Regions from separate parts of the Zea mays genome. Here regions 2 and 3 are each linked to region 1. The links are chromatin contacts, called in public Hi-C maps. All regions are on one chromosome and are shown on one strand. Each heading gives the region's core, a stretch centred on a gene start, on an enhancer-like site or on the middle of the called end of the contact. The rest is flanking DNA. Distances are from core to core; before and after follow the strand shown.

Region 1 (4,351 bases), core at 557-3,056:
GGACATCACTACATATGTCTTGAAACCACAATTATATACTCCTTCAGTCCTAAATTATAGTTTATTTGATTTTTTTGTCAAGTTTGACCCTTTTGTCTTATTCATTTTTTCTAAAAGAATAAAAAATTGAAGCTATATTTAAAATATGTTATACGTAAAATAATATTACAGTAAAATTTAATAATTATGATTTTTTAAAAAAAAATAAGACGATCCAACCAAACTTTAGGTAAAAAAGTCAAATGAATTATAAACTAAAACAGATGGAGCATTAGGCTGTCTTCGATGGATAGTGTAAAATAGCGGACGCGACACTGTACATGGTACTGTTTGCAGTGTGAAATTTAAAATAGGAGATGAGATAAGGGAGCTGCTGAAGAAAGACTTATCAATACTACTCTATTAAGAATCTAATGTGGGAACCTGGTGCTACCACGTCTTCACCATCTACGCTGACACTCTAAGCCCGCCCACGCACCCCTATGACCTGTGGGCCCCACATCCAGCGGCCGTGCAACGCTCTCTCAGCTCCTGCCCTGTGGTGACCCCAGTGCCCGCGCAGCCAGCTACTATCGGCCCAGCACCCGACCCCGCCCGTGGAGCTAGCACATCACACAAAAAATAGTACAGAACGAGCACTCAAACTCATGTCCCCTGCTCTAGAAATTTGAGGTAACTATCAGACCACACGTATCTTAGTATTTAGAAATAAACAATAATTATATTTCAATAAATATCTTAATACCTATTTATATGATATATAACAACCGTAGCAAATCACGGGCAACTGACTAGTATAACAATTATAAATTGAAACATGTGGAGCATTAGGTTGTCTTTGATGGATAGTGTAAAATAGAGGACGCGACACTGTACATGGTACTGTTTGCAGCGTAAAACTTAAAATATGAGATGAGATAAAGGATGCGATAAGGGAGCTGCTGAAGAAAGATTTATCAATAATACTCTATTAAGAACCTAATGTGGGAACCTGGTGCTACCACGTCTTCATCCTCCGCGCTAACACTCTGAGCCCGCCCACACAACCCACCGTGACCTGTGGGCCCCATGTCCAGCGGCCGTGCAACGCTCTCTCAGCTCCTGCCCTGTGGGGACCCCCAGTGCCCGCGCAGCCAGCTACTACCGGCCTAGCACCCGACTCTGTCCGTGCAACTACCACACCACACAAAAAACAATACAGAACGAGCACTTAAACTCATGTCCCCTGCTCTAGAAATTTGGGGTAACCATTAGACCACACGTATCTTAGTATTTAGAAATAAACAATAATTATATTTCAATAAATATCTCAATGCATATTTATATGATACCCCTGTAGCAAATTATGGACAACCTGCTAGTGTAACAACTAAGATAGCTGTTCACAGCTCCAGCGCAGCATATCCTTTGCCCCCTTGGCATGAGTGAATCAGGCACGCCTAATAAGAAAATACAGATATTTATACTGACAATATAAATAGACGTGAATGAAGGAGTAAACAAAAGGCACGGCGATGATCCGCAGGTGGAACATTTGTGCGGCCAGCCAGATTGAGATGACGGCAAAGGCAAAGGCAACGGAGCCAGCCAGGTCCAGCCTCAATTCCAGACTGGCCGATCCTGCCGCAAACTGCAAACAGCCCCCCGCAACGGCTGTGCATGTGCGTGGACCCACCGCCGGCGCAACACGCCATAGCAGTCCCAGCGAGGTCCAGCGGTTCTAGAGAGAGAAGGAGAGAGAGAGAGAGCCGTTGCCGCTGAATAATTACGCTCACGATCCGTTTTATAGGGGGGGTGGAGTGAATGCACATGCGGTACAAGCAGAGCTGATCGGGATTCCTCGTCTCTGGTCTGTCTGTGCTCCACCACCTGCTGCTGGTGCCATGGCCATGGGTAGTCTCGCCTTCGCCACGGCGCTCGTCTTCGTCTTCGTCTTCGCCATCGCCGTGCCGGCCGTCGCCGCCGCCGCGCAGGCCCCCGCCCCGGCGCCCACCAGCGACGGTGAGTCCTCTTTGCCTTCCAGTTTTTACCGTCTACCCCACCCGGCGCCGTCGGGATCGGAGCGCGATTTCTCGAATACAAGCAGCGGCCTCCTGAATCCTGATGATCTGTGTTTCGCTGCAGGGACGTCGATTGACCAGGGCATCGCGTACCTGCTGATGATCATGGCGCTGGTGCTCACCTACCTCATCCACCCTCTGGACGCCTCCGCCCCGTACAAGCTCTTCTGAGCGAGCAGATTTTCTCCTCCATTTTTTGGTAGGCTTTTGTAGTGGATCACTAGAGTAACTGGGGGTGGTGGTGTGGGTGTGTGGGTGAGATTCGGTACCTATTCATTGCCATGAATTACATTCGGTTTCGCGTGTGTATATTATTACTCCTATATGTCTTCTGGTTCATGCTTCGATGTCCATTGGTTGTCGCTTTGTGTTGCATCGGGGAGACCTCGAGGAGTAGTTCTTGTTCAGTAGTGCCTAGCGCGCATCTGAGATCTGACCTGACCTGACCTTCCACACGCGAAGCCTTGTGGTGTGGTGTTTGTTGTTGGGGCTTTCGCAGGATCTGAATTAGTCAAACCGTTAAGGCCCTATTTCCCGATAGCAATCGAGATCATCGGTTCATGTTAGAATGCGCCGGGAGCAGGAAGTATTGTTGAATTAACGTGGAATTAGGGTCTGTTTGGTTGGGCTATGACTGTGAAAAAGCTGTCGTAGGTTGTCAGCTGTGGAAAAAGCTGTTGTAGTCTGTAAGCTGTTAAAAAGCTAAAAATCGTTTGGTGAAAACCACTAAAAGTCGTTAAAAATTCTTCGATATACGTTTTTCCATCCGAAAAGCCACTAAAAGCAGTTCCAGGAGTGCTTTCAGATTTGCACTACGAGAAAGTTGGCTTTTAGAAAAAGCTGCTTACTGGATCCAGCGCTTTGGTTGCCTTTTAGCTTTTAAGGGGGCAAAAGCCAAACCCAAAAGTCAAACCAAACACATCCTTAGCCTAAATTTACTACCATACCGGAAATTCAAGTGACAATTCAATAAACTTAGGGTGTGTTTAGTTTGGCTTTTGGTTTTGGCTTTTGCCCCTTAAAAGCCAAAAGTCAACCAAAGGTCTGGATCCAAGAAGCAGCTTTTTCTAAAAGCCGACTTTCTTGTAGTGCAAAACTGAAAGCACCCGTGGACCTGCTTTTAGTGGCTTTCTGATGGAACTGTAAAATATATATCGAAAAACTTTTAACGACTATTAGTGGTTTCCACCAAACGATTTTTAGCTTTTTAACAGCTCACAGCCTACAACAGCTTTTTCCACAGCTAACACCCCACAACAACTTTTTTCACAGCCACAGCCCAACCAAACAGACCCTTAAATAGGCGAACCATTGATGCATCTATTGAGAAGCTGAGAAAATAATGAAGGACTGTCACGCGCATGCCACCGGCCGGGCCGGCCCGTGGCCGTGGTAGATCGGACCTTGGTCTGAATATTCCTTCTTAACGGTAGCGCATTTTGCCTGGAGTGCTGCTTCTGGTTACGACAGTACTTACGAACACCGAACAGTCTCAAACGCGTTGCACACAACCATTCTCGTCCCACCTTCTGCGAGCACATAGAGTGTGGAAGAGCAGGCCTCCGAAATCGCAGTCTACAGAGCTACACTTGCACGGGTGTGCGGGCGATCAGGTTTTTGGGATCGTACTCGTGACTGCTCGCTCCGTCCGCTTGACCAATGCTGATCCAGTTTTTCGTCGTCGGCGCCATTTATGGGACTGCACTATGTACATCTGCCTGCATCGACTGCGTACGACTACATCGAACATACACACGAGATGTCTCGTGTGAATTAAGCCACTGATGACTTGAGCGTCGATCCCTCCGCAGGGTACACTCTGTTATTAGTATTTGTGCATATTTTACAGTTGTTTACTACTTATGTGAGTATTGATATACATATGCACATACATGTCGTCACATACATCATTGTGATTTTCTGGATTAAATTAAAACTGAAAATGCCTATTTCTCCAACAATGATTGACCGATGGTAGGTCCCCCTTCACAACACATCCGGGAGATGGAAACTGGTCCGGACGGCCAAGTGCAGAACTTATGTGAGCTGTGGCTGATTGTTATCTACACCGTTACACGTCTTCCACCAGATCCGGGCTTTACTGACTCATCTCTTCTAATTAGATTAGCTCATGTAATGGATTTTTTATGTGGAATACTAATGGATAGAGCCTCGTTGCTAAGTGCTACAAGATCTAGTGCACGGTAACTCGTGGTTACGGACCCGATTGTCTTTTCCAAGTAAAAACCCCTAGTATATGAAAAGAATGAAAATGTGCTTTCGTTTTTGTG
Region 2 (4,351 bases), core at 548-3,047, 220 kb before region 1:
GTTGATGGTGAGCACGTCGGAGCTGTAGGTCCCCGGCATGGTGAAAGTTCATTTTCATCACGAGAGAGGGAGAGAGAAAAAAATACACTACTGCTCCGGCAGGGGGGCGCCTTGTTTACCGTGACAGAGCCAATTGTTTAGTTATATAGCGTGAGCTCACGAATGAAACATCCTTTCCGTTAAGTATGAAAGAACAGAATGTGGTTAATTACTGGTTGCTGGTGCTATGCCCATTGATTTGCCCCAAGTAAAACAAACTAGTCTTACAACAGACACAGCTAGCGAAGGCTACAATTAGATAATAATAACTGCACACATGCGAATTAATAGCGCCACTGTAGTATCTAGCGTCGTCGGAGAGAGGCAGTTTCTTAAGACTCTCCAAGTCAAACCTTGCAATCATTTGCATCTTCACGGCTAGTTGTCGCACCATTGACTGCTTTCGGCGGTCGATTGCATCTGCTGTAAATGCAGTACACAGCGATCTGAAGAAGTCCAGTTAAACACCCGGCGCCGTTTGGTGCCTTCGTTCAGAACGAAGCAAAGTTGATCAGCAAATTAAAGCAAAGGCAGAACAGTAGACAGTAAATCCAGATTGCGTGCATATGTATATATATATATATACATATAATTACCGTAAGATAGGGATCCCTTCCTAGGATGCCGTACAGCATCCATGTAAAACTGGTCAGCAAGGAGAACAACGACAGGTAGAAAGGCATGAACTCCACGCTCTTGGTCAGGATGACTTGCTTCTGCAATTGTGCATGGTGGGGAGGACAAAAAAACAAAAACAGAACATGGTGAGCTAGTAATTAATTCAAAAATTTGCAATCCAAGATTAGAAGCCCTATTTTCATTCAGAGTTTTAGCTAGCCTTCGTATTATCAAAATTTGCAATCCAAGCTAGATTCTGTGGTAACTGATCATAGATATACGAGTACTCACCACGGCTACAAGCGGAGCGCTGTACATGGATATGGAGGTGACTATACCAATGCTACCAACAAATTGCTTGCGCATATGGTGCGTGTGGAACACGAAGCTTGACAAGGATACGATGACGCAGAGCGTTGCCACAACCAGAGACACCATTAGGACGACAGATTTCTGCAAATTAAAGGCCGGCCGGCAAATAATGTTCTGATGATGATGATGATGATGATGAGCAAACCATATGCATGTATAATTCTGATGCTCTCCGACTCCGACGGCGTGTACCTTTTTGTCTCTTGGCGCAAACCACACGTATACGACGACGAACGAAGCTTCGAAGAGCACTCCGACGGCGCACGTGCCGAAGAGCGACAGGTTCTCCCACCCGTCACTGACGATGGGGAAGCCGTACCAGCCCCAGGTGAAGGCGCTGAAAAGGGCGAGGATGTATGGCACGCACGAGAACTCCCCAACGCTGGCCTCCTTCACCACTCTCTTAAACGTCAGCCTGCAAAATTAATTGTTTGTTTGTTCGTTTGTTTTTACATGAACGCAGGATCGGAGAACTCATGCTCGATCAGGAAATGCATATGCATGCATGGTCTAGTGATTATTTACACTGGAACCGCGTAGAGGAGCACACAGACTACAGATCCTGCGAGAAATTAAAGAAAAACATCAGCAGCAGGGGTCGTACGTACGTACGTAGATTCAGACAGAAAATCGATCAAGTACCGTACCTATGATTCCAACTATGACGCGGATGCTAGTAACCATTGTTGCTTGCGTGCTCTGAGATGAGATGATGATCGAGTCGTCTCTTTGACGACGACGACGCAAGATCGAGGATCAGGATTATTGTGGCTGGTTCATTTGCTAGCTGTGTGATAATGGCGTGGTGGCCTATTTATATATAGCGCATCGAAAGGAATGTGCTGAGCTCGAGACAAGGGTATGCTCAGGCCACTATGTCTGCTCTAGAAAGAATATATTAGTACGTACGTACGTGCGGCCTGCCTTTCCGCTGTTGCTAAGAAAAATGATGAGTCTCCTATGCTCAGTTTGGTTTCTTTATTCTTTAGTTCAGGGACTAAAGTTTAGGTACGAGACTAAATTAGTTTAGTCCCTACACTGTTTAATTTTAGGGACTAAAACTATTCAAAACATATTAAATAATAAATCATAAGAGGACTAAAATATCTTTTAGCATTCTCTCATCATTGTGCAACTGAAATAAAGAAGAAACAAGAAGTAGAATATTTATATGGTTTAGACCCTTTTAGTCATCTCTTGAGGGACTAGAGACTAATATAGTTTATAGTCCAACCGTTTGATAATTTTTAAGAACTAAATGAGACTAAAATGGATAGACTACTCTTTAGTCCATCAAACCAAACAGTCCCCTTTAGTATAGTGCAGACAGACAAGGTACGTAAGGTCTTTCATCTGCTGTGAGCTGGTATGTATCAGTAGCTACAAGTTCCGTGTGTGAGCCTCGAGAGAGAATAATATAATCACGAGAGAACGGGCCGGGACCCTCTCTTCGTACAGAGAAGAGATAGACACATCATCGTAGGGTGCGTAGAGGGATACTGCAGATGTTATTTAGGATATATTTATGGATATCCAAACATTCCGTAAATATGAAATGTAGACCTGGCCTGATAGTTTTTCTCGGTGTCAGGTATTAATGTAACTAAGGCTCTGTTTGTTTGCTTTCAGGATCGTATAATCCAGCTTATGGATTATGGATTATATGTAAATATAGTGGTCTGCTTATAGATTATCATAATCCATATATATTTAGATTATATAATTCACCTAATAATCTGATCTATGTTGTTTATTTGTTTCTTAATTTATTTAAACTAGATTATATAATTTAGAGGGTAAACAAACCAGACTGGACCGAGAAGAATGGCAGTAAGGCAGATATTAATTATTGGATACCCAGTCGGATAATCACTAGTACTACTGAACGTCGGTTAAATTTACATCGAGTCAAATGCACTAACCATTATATTGGTGCTCGTGTACTTCTGGGTCCCAATAAAATCCCAGTAGATCTACGTCACCCTCGTACTAGTCGTGTAGGCATTTCTCTAGCTGACTTGGAATTGCCACTATGGCGTGGCGTACATTTAACACCTCGCGTATGCATGTGAGAGGAGGGTAGCAGAGCAGCGATGGCTTCGTCGGCGGTAGTGTCCACTCGTAGCATGCATGTGGCGGCGGCGGGGGCGGCCAGCTAGCAATGAGCGCTCGTGCGTGGTGCGGCATGCATGCTGCATGCATGGCCTACACAACCACTGCACGATGTAATGTAAGTGCTCGTCTCGTCGTGTGGCATCGATCCAAGAGGGTACGGTGTTGGGACCTTCGTCTTCGAAGGTCCTCAAAAATATGATTTAACAATATTTTCCGAGTATTATATATGAACAGGTATCTTCGAACTCGAATCAGAACTACACAGAGTGAGAAGCAGGAACATCACGAAGGATGACACGGCGCCGAAGCTACACACAAGGGAGCTTCGGCATGACGGCAAAAAAAAGGAACCGATTTAAAAGTGAAAAGACTATTCAGACCTCGGTGGATTACTTTAGAGTCACTAGCAAATGTAAAGGGCACGAATGTAATTTCACATGGGCTGCGTCCCGTGCCTATAAATAGCGTGAACAGTACTCCCGTACTGTTCACGCTGACTTGGCATTTGCTTTTTGCGTCACGCTTTCTTTGTCTTCTGTCAAGCCGAAGGTACTAGATGTAACTCAATATTGTATTTATATTCATTGGCAATTATATAAAGAAAAATATATATATGATAATGTTATATAATTCTTCACATTGTTTCTTATGTTTTGCATGCTTCGTTTGTTGTTATTATGTATATATATATATATGTTGAGATGATGAAGGTATGTCCTTCATGTCCTTCGTCCGGAAAGCATTATATCCTTGGGGAAATAATGCTTCGAAGGACGAAAGTCATTAACAAATAATCTGTTTTTGTGTTGCCTTGTTCTTAATTCATAGCATTTGAGAACAAGTCCCCGGCGTCCACCTCCGGTGAACCTTTTTTCGACCACCTTCGGCAAGCACTGATCCTCGTCATGCCGCCGAAGAAAGCTTCAGCGACAGGGGCTGCTGCATTACAGCCACTGGACCCAAATCAGGAGAACCTTTCTCTCCGAGAGGCCCAAAGCCAGAAGAGGAAGGCCACTAGCCCAACACTTCAGGAGGAAGAGTTGGACCAAGAAATCAGAAACATGGAGATACTTCATCAGCAAGTATAAAGGAACAAGGAGAAGATGGCCCGACTAGCTGATCTTCAAAGGCAGATTGATGAAGCCACTGAAGAAGTACGCCATCTTGCTCAAGACGAACAAGAACGAAGGCCCCAATATAGGGAGCT
Region 3 (4,351 bases), core at 512-3,011, 170 kb after region 1:
ACAATACTACCTGAACTAAACCACCAAACCTCCGTTAGCCTTAAATCAGTCACTCCAACTAATCCCAATCATCCCCAAATACCGAAGCATAATCCAATTTGATCAGCACATCCAAGTCCAAATACTATTTGATTGAAACCCTTCTACTCCTACTTCACAAAGGCGCCGTTTCCCCACCCCGGACATCTCAAAAGCTCAACCGAATCGAATAAAAAATCGAAGCTCCGTACCGTGAGGTGGCCCATGGGCTCAGGCGCAGGTGTCGGGGCAGGTGCCGCGTCAGTTGGGATCTCGGAGCGGAGCGGCATGAAGGCCACCTCCGGCGACGGGTTCGAGGCCGCGGGCCCGGAGAGGAGCGGGTACCGGACGCCGACGAAGGATAAGAGCTGGAAAGCAGAACCTGAACAAGGAAGCCGATCCACCCCACCACCGCCCGCCACACCTGCGACGCCGCCTTCTCCCGCTGCTGCTGCGCCGTCGCCGCCGCGGTCGGCGAGTACACCTCTGCCGCCACCATAGACGACAGAGACGAGCTGTCACGCCACGTGGAGCTTCCGATCCGGGAGGCTGGAGACCGGGAGGACGGAGGGAAGTCGAGGACAGAGGGATGGCGAGGCCAGAGGCAATCGGAGGAGGAGGTGGTGTCATGGTGGTCGGTCTCCGCGCTCGCGCCCGTGTGCGTGGTGTTTTTGCGGGTGGTGGGAGCGGCGGCGGTGTGGGGAGGAGAGTCGGGGGGAGGATGGACGGCGGCGTGGGAAGGCCGGAGCCGTTGCCGACGACGGCGCGAATGAAGCCTGATGGAGGATCTAGCTGTCGAGGAAGAGGGGAGCGGAGAGAGGAGCAGTTGCGATCGAGGGATGGAGGAGGCTTGAAGCGGAGGCGACGAGACGGACGGTGATGATTTGACGCATATAGATGGACGATGCAGATTGGCTGAAGGCAGAATGAGGTGGAGGCAGACTACCCTTACAGCCTTAATATAGTAGTATATATATGTTTTTTAATAACTAGTTCCAACTATATGGTGCAAGAGACTGCCTATGTAATCTGTGTTTGATGGTAATGGCTATGAATGAACTTGAAATGTTGGCATGATATTTGTCATCACATGACATGTTACTGCTCAAAGAATATAGTTGTCATTTGGAACCGAAGAAATTGTGTGTACCGAGTGTGTGGCTCTCAGTACATGATATACTTGATTTTAGACAGTGTTTGAGAATATTTTAATAACGGCCTGCACATTTGTCCAAGGGCTGAGCGTAGGCGGACAACCTTTTTTTTAGCTGCGGACAGGCTGTTACGAGCGAGCTGAGCGGCTATTTTCATCCAGGGGCAAAAGTGTCTGATCAAGAACTAACGTTGCAGTAAAATAGTTTTATGTTTCAAATAACCTCCTAAATAGCATTTTATCTATAAAAAAATGTTTAAGAATGATGTAATAGCGAAGCGTGTTCACCTGATGTCATTTGGTCGAAGTCTGGTTTTCATTTTTTTTGACACGAGGAGAACTTCATTTCTATTACTTTTATAACAAAAATATATTATTGTTCGTCGAAACTAAAGTTTTGCAGTCAGAAGCATGAAGCAAACTGTCAGACGACCTCGTAGACCGACCCCCTGATTCAGAGAGCCAGCACACAGGAAAGCCCACCAACAGAACAATTAACCAGAGGTCCAGAGCTACTACCCAAAAGCCCTGTTTTCATAATGATATAAATCCATATTTGTCCCAGCGAAGGCACACAGCCGCCGCCATTTCTTCATCCTCCCATCTCCTGATCTCCATCTCCATCTTCTTCGCAGCGCCGGCGATCCATCTTCCGCTGCCTCCCTTCCTCGCGCTCGGGCTCTCAGTGACGGCATCAGCGGTTTCCCCTCCCGCCTCTCGCCAGTCGCATCACGCCCCCGCCTCCGGTCCACCGCACACCGGCCGGTGACCCTACGTGCGTACCCCCTCTCTCTGTCTCCTCCCGCCTCCGGTGGATCGTCAACGGCGCCCGGCCCCGGCGGCTGCGCCGTGCGCGGTCTGAGGGCAGGAGCCAGCAGCCGCTACTCGACCAAGGCGGTCGCGCCGCTTTGGGAGCGCTTATGCCCCACAGCGACGCGTTACCCGTCTTCTTAGCGCTTCAGCGCGCTGAAACGTGCGCTTAGTGCTGTTTGGTTTAAACCGTGTGTAGAGGGGCTAAATGACCGTTTTGGTGAACAGTGACTGTCTCATGATTTTAAGAATCTTGTTGCTGTGATATGTTGTCGGGGTGCCCATAAAGTTTACTTAAGGTCTGAGTCTGAGTTAAGCTATGACATTTCAGAAACATAGCTTTGGTTTAGATTTTGGTTCAGGGTGCTTGTTAATCTAATATCTTTGTAGTTGTTAATGATTCTGTTTTACAGTACTAGCGGCAGTATTGTTCTCTCTCTCTCTCTTTATTTAACTATTGTCATGATTTGACATTTCAAGTCCTAACAATACTCATATGTGCCGTCAGATTACTTGCTAATCTTTCTTGAGGGCAGATGGCCGTTTCTTTTGCAAATGTCAACGCCGAGGCAGGGCTGAAAAAGCTTGATGAGTACCTTCTCACTCGCAGCTACATCACTGGGTATGTGATTGGAGCTACTCTATTTGCACAATGGTCATAACATTTCTACTGAACTTATGCTGCATTAATGTTTCTCTAGCTACCAAGCTTCCAAGGATGACCTGGCTGTCTACTCTTCATTTTTGGCTGATCCCTCATCCAAGTATATCAATGTAGCAAGGTGGTTTAATCACATTGATGCACTCCTGAGGCTGAGGTATGCCCTTCTTGGCCTTTATGTTTCCTAGGTATCCCGTTAGCAGTGAGTGTGCTAATAATCCATACTATTTCAGTGGAGTTACCGCAGAGGGCCTAGGTGTTAAGGTTGAGCCATCAGCGGTTCCTTCAGCTTCAATTCTTGATGTTGCTGATGGACAGGTATAAATTCTTAACTCTTATTTTGGGTGAAAACTAAATGAACTGAAGTGTTGCGCCCATTCTTTGTGATTTTCGGCTGAAAATTGTTAGTCGTTTAATATGTTCACATAATTTGTTTGTGATGATTGCTGACTTGAATTATTATTGTTTACTAAAGCTATCAACCATGTGGTTCAATATCTGAGATATGAATCTCTGACTTACCCAGTTTAGTCACTGAAGTGCATTTCTAATAACCACAGGCCCCAGCTGCTGACGAGGATGACGATGATGATGTTGACCTTTTTGGCGAGGAGACTGAAGAGGAGAAGAAGGCTGCTGAAGAACGTGCTGCGGCTGCCAAGGCTTCTGGCAAGAAGAAAGAATGTATGTCAGTGTGCATAGTTTCTGTTTTATTCTCTCAATCACACACCCTTGCTATTGCTATATTGTTGTTGAGGCTTTGTTTCATACCCAAAAGCTTTAAAGCATGGTTCTAACCTTTCCATACCTTGTCAGCTGGGAAATCGTCAGTTTTACTTGATGTGAAGCCATGGGACGATGAGACTGACATGGCCAAGCTCGAGGAAGCTGTTAGGAGTGTCCAGATGGAAGGACTGCTTTGGGGCGCATGTATATTACCTCAGTTTTCACACACACAGAATTTTGTGAATCACACATTTGTTTGACCATTTAGTTATGTTTCTGATGCGAACATTTACTGCCCTTTGCAGCCAAGCTTGTCCCAGTTGGATATGGCATCAAGAAGCTGCAAATCATGATGACCATTGTCGATGACCTTGTCTCTGTTGACACTCTCATCGAGGACCATCTCTGCGCTGAGCCAGTGAGCGAATACGTCCAGAGCTGCGACATTGTCGCCTTCAACAAGATCTGTAAGTCATTCATCACTTAATCCTTACAGCTGCAGTAGCATAACTAGGACCATGCAACCTACTCATTATATTGGTCTGTCATGCAACCTACTCATTATACTGGGTTGTCCAGTTGTAAACTTTTCTGCTCTCAATGTGTTGATAACTTTTGGTCAATCCTGTTGTGTTGCAGAAATTTCCTTGTGATGGTGGCAATGGTGGTTGGTGGGCACTGTACCAGCCTAATTTATAATTTTCCATGAGCATCTTCAAGAGTTTTTCTAAATTATCATTTGGAGTCATTTACATAAAAAGCACTTTCTATATCTTTTTAATCTCAACAACTTTTCTATATCTTGTTTGCACCCTGGAGAGCTATTTACGTTTTCTATCTTTAGCTAGCGAGAAACCTGGATGGCTGGAATAGAAGATAACTATATTTAGACAATACTTTAAATAAGCTGTTGGAAGATAGTAATTCTTGTGTGATCGGATGCATAATGCCTTGGTCTGGCTGGTTGGAGGTGTATCACTCTG

The links. Hi-C and Micro-C count contacts between places; a contact is called where the count stands out from the background.
Region 2: a contact with region 1 is called in a Hi-C map of ear, with 2.2 times the contacts expected there. The contact joins the promoter of LOC100502227 here to the promoter of LOC100194381 in region 1. A contact is called at or near these places in 2 of 25 Hi-C or Micro-C datasets (ear and tassel).
Region 3: a Hi-C map of ear shows a contact between it and region 1, with 2.7 times the contacts expected there. The contact joins the promoter of LOC100283380 here to the promoter of LOC100194381 in region 1. A contact is called at or near these places in 2 of 25 Hi-C or Micro-C datasets (ear and tassel).

Annotation. Positions count from the first base shown.
Region 1 is chr8:114,849,331-114,853,681 of Zm-B73-REFERENCE-NAM-5.0, reverse strand. It overlaps LOC100194381 (Arabinogalactan peptide 20), which reads left to right and starts at 1,806. Exons shown (of 2, transcript NM_001309898.1): 1 at 1,806-2,001; 2 at 2,125-2,368. The coding sequence starts at 1,884. The coding sequence ends at 2,231.
Region 2 is chr8:115,071,591-115,075,941 of Zm-B73-REFERENCE-NAM-5.0, reverse strand. LOC100502227 reads right to left here and starts at 1,797. Exons shown (of 6, transcript NM_001196704.1): 1 at 1,677-1,797; 2 at 1,555-1,591; 3 at 1,222-1,444; 4 at 949-1,110; 5 at 636-755; 6 at 203-524. The coding sequence starts at 1,713. The coding sequence ends at 387.
Region 3 is chr8:114,683,550-114,687,900 of Zm-B73-REFERENCE-NAM-5.0, reverse strand. LOC100283380 (elongation factor 1-delta 1) reads left to right here and starts at 1,761. Exons shown (of 8, transcript NM_001156281.2): 1 at 1,761-1,946; 2 at 2,490-2,603; 3 at 2,683-2,799; 4 at 2,876-2,960; 5 at 3,203-3,326; 6 at 3,459-3,572; 7 at 3,674-3,835; 8 at 4,008-4,351. The coding sequence starts at 2,518. The coding sequence ends at 4,009.